Regions from separate parts of the Mus musculus genome. Here region 1 is linked to region 2. A link is a contact called in public HiChIP or PLAC-seq data. All regions are on one chromosome and are shown on one strand. The core of a region is the stretch at or near the end of the contact, and the rest is flanking DNA. Distances in the headings are between cores, read along the strand shown.

Region 1 (4,089 bases), core at 185-2,684, 47 kb after region 2:
TAGGGAGACCCTGTCTTAAAATACAAAACAAAACAAACAAAACGAACAAAAAAGTCAAAGAGATTGTTATGGTACTTTAAAAACAAGGGTTTACAGAACTCATTAAGATTAATGGATCTTAGCTGGCATCCTATAATCTCAGTGATGGGAGGCAGAGAGAGATAGGCAGGTTTCTGTGAGTTGCAGACCAGTCTGTGCCCAACAAAGAAAAACAAAAAAGCACAGTATCAACTCCCCTCAAACCAACCCACAATGAAACCATTATAGTTTAAAGAATTTGGGGGGTGTGTGTTTGGGGGGGGGGGCGTCTTAGGTCTCAAGGGGACACCCAGCAAGGCTCCTTTAGCTGGGACCAATGTACAGCAGCCACACATGGAGGAAGAGCTTGTAAGGGTAGCATCAAAGGAGAAGGCGTAAATTACAAACAGTTGGAAAGAGACCTTCAGCTTTAGATCCAAGAGGAAGGAGACAACAGTGCAGGTGGAGGCTGACCTGAGGGAGGAAGCTCAAACCTACAATGCCATCAGCCAGGAGGCTGAGGCAGGAGGATCTCCAGTGTGGTACAGTGAGTTCTGTGGCAACCATGACTACTTATGGAGACCCTGTCACCAAGCAACACAGAGGAAGCCAGTTTTCCAGAACTTGGAACTGGATTGGATGGATGATTTGGAAGACTCTGCAATTGCTTAGAAAGGGCCATTTTCAATAGCACTGCCTGCCACTGTCTCAGCAGCCAGGTCCCAAGTGCTCAACATCAGGTGACTACACCGTCTGATACACACACAACCTCTTTTAGTATTGATCAAAGGTACTTACAGTGTCAAGTATTTCTTTGGTATGAGCTGCTGACAGGCAAAATCTGGCTCTGGACTCAATGATCGGGGTAGCAGGAAATCCCACCACAACTACACCAATGTTCCGCTTCAGCATCTCTCTTCCAAAGGCGCTACAAAGGGAAACCAGGAAATGAAAGCAATGACTGCTTGGTGATGTGGCCTTCAATCCCAGCACTCGTTCCAGGCTAGCTTGATCTACAGAGTTAGTTCTAGTGCAGACAGAGAAATTCTGCCTTGAAAAAGAAAAAGAAAAACCAAACAACAACCACAAAAAAGAAATAGCAGCCAGTACCAGGTCTTACTGGCCTGGGTATTTGACGGCACTTAAACACTCAAGACTGATGTTCTAAAAATTCTGTTATTCCAGTTCTCTGTTAGAATGTAACTGGAAAGGACCAGTTCTAATAAAGTTTGCTTTAGGTGATGGCCTGCTCCTGAAAGGAAATAGTGGTTAAGATTTCAAAATAAATCTGCGTTATAACCTCTGTCCTCTTCAGTCTGTGAGGACAGAGGACCTGTGTAACAGGGACATCTCTCTGCTGCCCTTAGGGTGGTTGGCTGCTGGGACTGGTTCTCTAGACCAGGAATTTAAAAAACAAAAGCTAAAACAAAGAACCTACTTAGGACTAAAGCTGCTTCTAGGGTACAGGCCGTTTGAGGCTCTGTAGGTCAGAAGGTTACTCAAATTCTACAACTGTTATACAACTTCATTACAGTTGTCTTGTGGCCTTATTCTACAACTGAAGCTTGACTGAAAAAGGAATTCTAATTTGATTTTGTTTTGTTTACCGAATTATGCTTTCTGTTTTATCTTATTGGCTACTTGACTCTTTTTTTTTTTTAAAGAGTTATTTATTTCATTTATGAGTACACTCTAGCTGTCTTCAGACACATTAGAAGAGAGCATTGGATCCCATTTCAGAGGTTGTGAGCCACCATGTGGTTGTTGGGAATTGAACTCAGGACCTCTGGAAGAGCAGTCAGTGCTCTTAACCGCTGAGCCATCTCTCCAGCACCATACTTGACTTATTTTTACTCTTCCCTTAATTTGCTCACAGGCTGGGAATAAAAAAATAAAAATAAAAAAACCCTGCCTATGACAGGTATGGGAGTAGCACCTTTAATCCCAGTACTTGGGAGGCAGAGCTCAATTTATACAGTGAATTCCTGGCCAGCTAGGGCTACTAGTGACATTTTCTTTCAAAAAGGCTTGCAAGGAAGGAAAAAAAAAAAAAAAAGAATTCCTGCCTGTGTAGCAACTTCTTCCCTCACTCCAGCCCCACGATACCCTCTGTCTAACGACAGACTGGATTGTGCCATCCACACAATGTACCCAATTTTGGCCGGCATGTAGAGCATCAAAGGCACCACCGGGGAGTCTTCATTGCCATAGATGATGAACCCCATTTCCTTCAGGCGTCTCCTGAAATACCTGGTGTTCTCAGCCAACTGCTGTATACATTCTTTGCCTAGAAGAGGCCAAAATGATACTAAGGAACAGAAGATAAAGATACGTATTTTCCTCGACTTCTTTTTATCTCACTGGGTCTCTTATTCTTGTTTTCAGGTAACTTTTACTGTATAATCCTGAATGTCCTTGAACTCTTGGAATTCTTGCCCCAGTTTCCCAAGTGCCAGGATTACAGCCATGTGCTACCATACTCCTTTCTTCCACACCAACCTGTGTGGAATAGAAACATAGACGTGCTTCCTCTGCAGCCTGTTGGTTGTCTCTGGAGCTGCTGATAGCAGTTTGGTTTGGTTTGGTGCTGGGGAATCAAACCTAGGATCTCATGCATACTAAGCAAGCACTCTACAACCAAGCCTGCCACAGCCCCGACCTGACAGCAAGTGTTATAGTAACGTACAAAATAAAGGTTAATGGCTAAGAGCTGAAGATGTGGCTCTGAGGTAGAGAACTTGCCTAACATAGGCACTATAACTCTCCCTTCCCCCCACTTTTAAAAAAAGATCTATTTATTTTATGTATATGAGTACACTGTAGCTGTCTTCAGACACACCAGAAGAGGACATCAGATCCCATTACAGATGGTTGTGAGCCACCATGTGGTTGCTGGGAACTGATCTCATGACCTTTAGAAAAGCAGCCAGTGATCCTAAACACTGAGCTATCTCTCCATCCCAACTACACCCCTTTAAAAAAAGAAAGAAATGGTGTCATTTGTGAAGTTCTGCCATCTCAGTCACAGCACCTCATTGTGCACACCCTCGACAGTGAGGAGGACACTTATCACCGTCATTCTATACTCTAGGAGACTCACCTTGCTTATTGCTACCAAGTACGAAGAAGCACTGCCAAAAATAGAATCTGGGTCTCCCAACACCAACATCATTTCAAGCTGCCATGGTGCAAACACTTTCACAAATCTGAACATTGACACTGTCAGTTAGACCTCAAATTCTGAGTCACTTTGTACTGCTATCTCCATAAAACCGTCACCAGATAGCAAGAGCCTATCTAGTACAAAACTATCTAGCTACCCTCTAAAACACAAGTTGGCTTTGTTTTGGTTGTTTGGTTTTGGTTTTTCTATGTAGCTCTGAATGACTTCAAACTCAAAAGATATGCTGACCTCTACCTCTGGTGGGATTAAAATATGGTTTCTAATTTCTAATTGAATAAATAATTAGTGAAGTATTGAACATTACATTATGATCAGATGGCCAAACAAGACAACAGTTTTGAAAGACTAACTTACAGAGTACTAAGAATATGTTTTTCTTCACAGTAAAAAATATTGATAACTAAGAGAGAAGGCTGGAGTAATTTTCTCATGTTAGAATTCAAGGATGATACAGTTCATAAGGTCATCAAGCAGTCAGATGCACAGGTTAACTCCAGTGTCCTTAGAGTTAGAACACTGACTTATCGACCACTCGTGGAAAACTATACTGGATAAGCTGGATACACATAGCCCCAAATGAATATCCTTTATATAAAACAATTTCAGGTTGATCAGAGAAAACCCCTGAAATTTAGATTGGACTACTCACCCTGAACACCAAGGACCACTAGGTAAGTTACACACGGACCTAACAAAGAACAAGAGCTAATAACAGGTGTGTTGTGTTATATAAGGATCCCGAGAACTGGGTTCTCAGAATTACACATCCTGATTTCTTACACTGTGAATAAGATGCTTGTTCTATCTCTTAACAACTTTATTAATTGGCTGAAAAAAATTTGTGACAGGATTTCATGTTTTAGTTGGGGATTTTATTTTATTTTATT
Region 2 (3,947 bases), core at 485-2,984:
TCTTAATGCTACCTTAGATAAAACAAGAGAATTTTGTTTTCTGCAGTTCTGGGAACTGAGCTTCGGGCCTCCCACGTTTTAGACAAGCACTCTACCACTGAACTATATTCCCAGCCTCCAAAATTTTTGTAAAAAGCAATCTTAAATATTAAAAGAAATTCTAAACCAGGCCACAAATCATGAAGATGTGTACAGAACATAAACATGTCTCTAACATGTGTGCAAATTCATAAATAACTGTCATTCATTTGTCATTCACAACGATCCTGAAAGGTAAGCCTGGGAGATTCCCACCGACCAGGGGAACAAAGCTCAGAAGCAGTAAACATCACAACTTTACTAAATCACTTCTACTCCAAACTACAATCCAGGGTTTTTGGATCCTAGACTCTTTCTTTTCTTTTTTCACTTTTGGGAAAACTAGACAGATCTTTACAATGGTAACTAGAAATAGGTAGAGAATATGTCTAACAAACTTAGTACTTCACCAAGAATTCTTAAGACTCTTTTTACAGTAGTGGATACATTGTATTTCGAGTGACAAAAGAGACCGTGATTTACGTGGTAAGTAAAATGGTAACAATTTATAACTCTAAGAATGCTCAAAGGAAAGCGGGCTTCAACGTGATTTAAAATGCTTCCGAGATTTGATCTTATCGTCACCTGTACACTGACAGTCTGACATGGATAGGGGGACAGATGCGAGAGGACGGGAACACGACATAGGGAAAACAGGACCCGTTTAAAACACAAAACAAAACAAAACCAAAAACCAAAACCCTACAACCAAGAGGTTCCTTGCCTCAGGGTACTGTAGAAACCAGCTACTGGAAGTTAAGCTAGGTTTTTAAGGCGATGTTTGAGAACAAAGACCTGAGAGATTGGATTACAGGAGCAAGGTCCAGGAAACCACGCATCTACCACAAACACCAGAGCCTAGAGGGTGCCTGAGAAGACATATTCAGAACCAAATGTTGAGTAAGCTGCTTTGAGGCTTGCTGGAAAGCCCCATCTCGGAGCTCCCAAGAGTGGTCCCGACAGAAGAAGGTCGGAGTGAGAGTGTAAGGATGCCTCAGAAAAGACAGGGAAAGAAAAGGGTGCGGAGAGGGTGGGTTCACCTAGACACGAGGCCTAGACAGGGGCTTGGGACACCCTCACCTCTTCCACACCGAGCGCTCCTTCTCAGGACAGCGCCAGGCTCAGCCGCTGGACCAGCCTTTCTAAACAGGCTGTGAGGCATAGAGAAGAGCAGAAGGGGACAGCGGAGAAGAGTCTGAAGAAGGTGAAAGGAATACCCGCAAAGCATCCTGGAAGTTGTAGTTCCATAACCTCTATCATTCTTTCGTCCTCCCTGCGGGCCGCGAGGCTTCTGGACTAGCATTCCCAGAAATACTAGCGCATAGTGCTAGGTCATTTCCTTTACTTTCAGCATGACCTTCCGCAGTTATCGGAAGGGTTGGTTTAAAGACTACAACTCCCATCAGGCTCAGCAAGGTCGGTTTAGGGCCCAAGGAGACAATGAGAGGAATATTTTGTGTCCTAGCCGGTGGGGATTAGGATCTTGAGGGCCTAGACTTAAGAGCTTTTAAGATAAACTGAGAGAGCTGGAAGGAACGCCAGAAGTTACGGAACCTACGGCTCGGCGAGCTGGAACGGAAGTACCCGGTAAGAGCGAGGAGGAGCCGGAAGTTAAGGCTGGGAGGGGGTTGGGGTGGAGGGAAAAGCAAGCCAGGAGGTGCTGTGCTGCTTCTAGTAGTTTCCAGGCGCTGCCAGGCGGCTGGGACCGAGCGGTCCTCAGGCTGTGGCTGCGGCTGCTTGGGAGCTGGTAGCGGTGCGATAAGTGAGCTGATGGCCAAGTGGGGTGAGGGAGACCCACGCTGGATCGTGGAGGAGCGGGCGGACGCCACCAACGTCAACAACTGGCACTGGTATGGGCCAGCAAGACAGGCCGCAGGAGCACTGTTAACAGGCTAGGGGTTGGAGGTGTCTGGGACCTTGGCGAGTACGGGACCCAAGTAACCCTGGCCTGGGGTTGGGCGTGAGTCCTTTCTGTAGCAGGGGTCCCCTCCATCCCTCGCCACCATCACAGTCTTAGGGGCGATGGGTTCGACATGGACTGCTGAGTCCCCAAGGAGGAATTTCAGAGCGAGAACAGAGTGCCCTAGTTGCTGCATCCAGCCTGAGCCGGGTGATACTTCCTACACGTGGCCGCAGGCGTCCTTGAGATCCAGACCCCTGCCGATTGTGTTGGGAGTCTGCTGGGGAATTCGAGAGCTCCAGGCGCGGTAGTTGTTGGTTTGCGGGTTACAGTGAAAGCAAAAGTCATAGGGGACTACTGCCTCAGTCCAGCGTGAGAAGCTTTGGAACGTGATCTGCAGGGCACTTGGAGCTTCGGGATGCTGAACGCAATGCAGTCTCCTACCCGGAACTGTTAAGTTCTGTTGTAACAACTCCAGGTTGCCCGGCAGTCATGATTTTACAGCCTAACCGGTCTTGGAAGCTGCCTCATCTCTCAGAAATCTTCTGGAAACAAAGTTATTTGGAGTGCCACTGAACTTTACAGACATTATATTTTTTTTCCTCAGTTATAGCTTTTTGATTTTTAAATAGCTGTACTAGAAGGGCAAAGAATTGATTTTTACCGTCTTTTTTTTCCCCCTTCAACCTGTCTCTTTTTAACATTCTACTTGATGTAATTTTTCTTGTGGACTTTGTGACACTGTCTAGAGGATGTAGGATGTGTAGGGCAAAGTTTGAACACTGAACGGGACACAACACTGTTAATGAGGCTAGCATTATTGTTGGTTTGTTTTGTTTTTTTAAACTGAAGTTCTTAGCAAAAATGCTTGCTTGTCTTTGCTCTCCTGACTTAAGCAGTATGGTCACATCTTTCTTCTTGGCCAAATGGGGGCGCCATTTTAACGGTCAAGGCTCATTGTGCTAAGACTGGAAAGTATTAACTTGGTTTGCACAGCACCTCTCTTTGTTGACAACTCGCCACCCCTTTGGATTCCTAAAAGTAGCATGTTTGTGGACATTCTAGGGTAGAATTGAGAGGGTTGGGTTGTTTTCTGCCTCCTTTAACCTTGCAGTCACCTGCTGAATGAAACAGTGCGTTCTCCTCTTGACTGCCAGCCCTTAGCGCTGCTTCTGTCTTGCAGGACAGAGAGAGATGCTTCAAATTGGTCCACAGAGAAACTGAAAACCCTGTTCCTGGCCGTTCGAGTAGAAAATGAAGAGGGCAAGTGCGAGGTGACCGAAGTGAACAAGCTTGATGGGGAGGCATCCATCAACAACAGGAAAGGCAAACTTATCTTCTTCTATGAGTGGACCATCAAACTGAACTGGACAGGTAAGGCCTGCCAGGCTGCCAGGGAAGAGGTTATAGCCCCGTTGCCATAGCTCTGATCCTTGCTGGAGAGGTTCTGAGCACTGACAAACTCTTGAAGAGAGAAGACGGTGTTGCTTTGAAGGCAAGCGGCATTGGGCACTCAGTGGGACGCCAAATGAATTTATCTGCTTGATCTCGTCAGTTCCATCATTTGTCTCATGAATGAATGATTTTTAAAAGGGGGGGATGTTTCTTTTAGCTTCAATCACTTTCTACTTCCAGTGCAAATCTTATATCACTGTACTATCATAGCTAATTATACATCTGATTTGGGGCTGTTTTACCATCTTATAATTTAATGTCCCTTCTGTAATACCCCTAGGGGGGAGAATTGGGCTGAATGGAATATTTCCCAAGTGAGTAGTAAAGATGAAAGTAGATAGATCTGTCTATAATTTTTGCTTTTTCAATGTATATCTGAAGTATTGTTACCTAGAAGGAACTATATATATCTTGTCTAGTCTCCTTTTTATATAATACACTGAAAAACTGAGGCGTACAGACACAGAGTGAGTTTTGTCATAGTTAACATGTACCCTAAAACTTAGTCCACTAT

The links. HiChIP or PLAC-seq counts read pairs in DNA pulled down with a chosen protein or histone mark.
Region 1: an H3K27ac HiChIP or PLAC-seq map of embryonic stem cells shows a contact between it and region 2, with 19 read pairs. The contact joins the enhancer-like site here to the promoter of Ahsa1 in region 2. A contact is called at or near these places in 17 of 39 promoter capture datasets (the 3T3-L1 cell line, 3T3-L1-derived adipocytes, the C10 cell line and 12 more), 1 of 15 datasets of contacts at CTCF or cohesin (the NIH/3T3 cell line), 43 of 484 Hi-C or Micro-C datasets (CD8 T cells, ECoMG-derived neutrophils, the G1E-ER4 cell line and 20 more), 24 of 115 datasets of contacts at active chromatin or transcription factors (the 230-238 cell line, CD8 T cells, the HPC-7 cell line and 12 more) and 5 of 9 other capture datasets (adipose tissue, embryonic stem cells, liver and 2 more).

The regions. Positions count from the first base shown.
Region 1 is chr12:87,311,882-87,315,970 of GRCm38.p6, forward strand. It overlaps Sptlc2 (serine palmitoyltransferase, long chain base subunit 2), which reads right to left. Exons shown (of 12, transcript NM_011479.4): 10 at 2,170-2,305; 11 at 817-946. Among named protein-coding and RNA genes, the nearest start is that of Ism2, 14 kb to the left of the region's middle. Within about 2 kb of position 1,435, at least 5 of the 459 cell types and tissues checked have an H3K27ac peak or open chromatin away from gene starts, as enhancers often do. A contact at or near this core is called in embryonic stem cells and induced pluripotent stem cells, where this site is marked.
Region 2 is chr12:87,264,994-87,268,940 of GRCm38.p6, forward strand. Ahsa1 (AHA1, activator of heat shock protein ATPase 1) reads left to right here and starts at 1,735. Exons shown (of 9, transcript NM_146036.2): 1 at 1,735-1,928; 2 at 3,162-3,352. The coding sequence starts at 1,849. Vipas39 (VPS33B interacting protein, apical-basolateral polarity regulator, spe-39 homolog) reads right to left here and starts at 1,293. Exons shown (of 20, transcript NM_001142580.1): 1 at 1,159-1,293.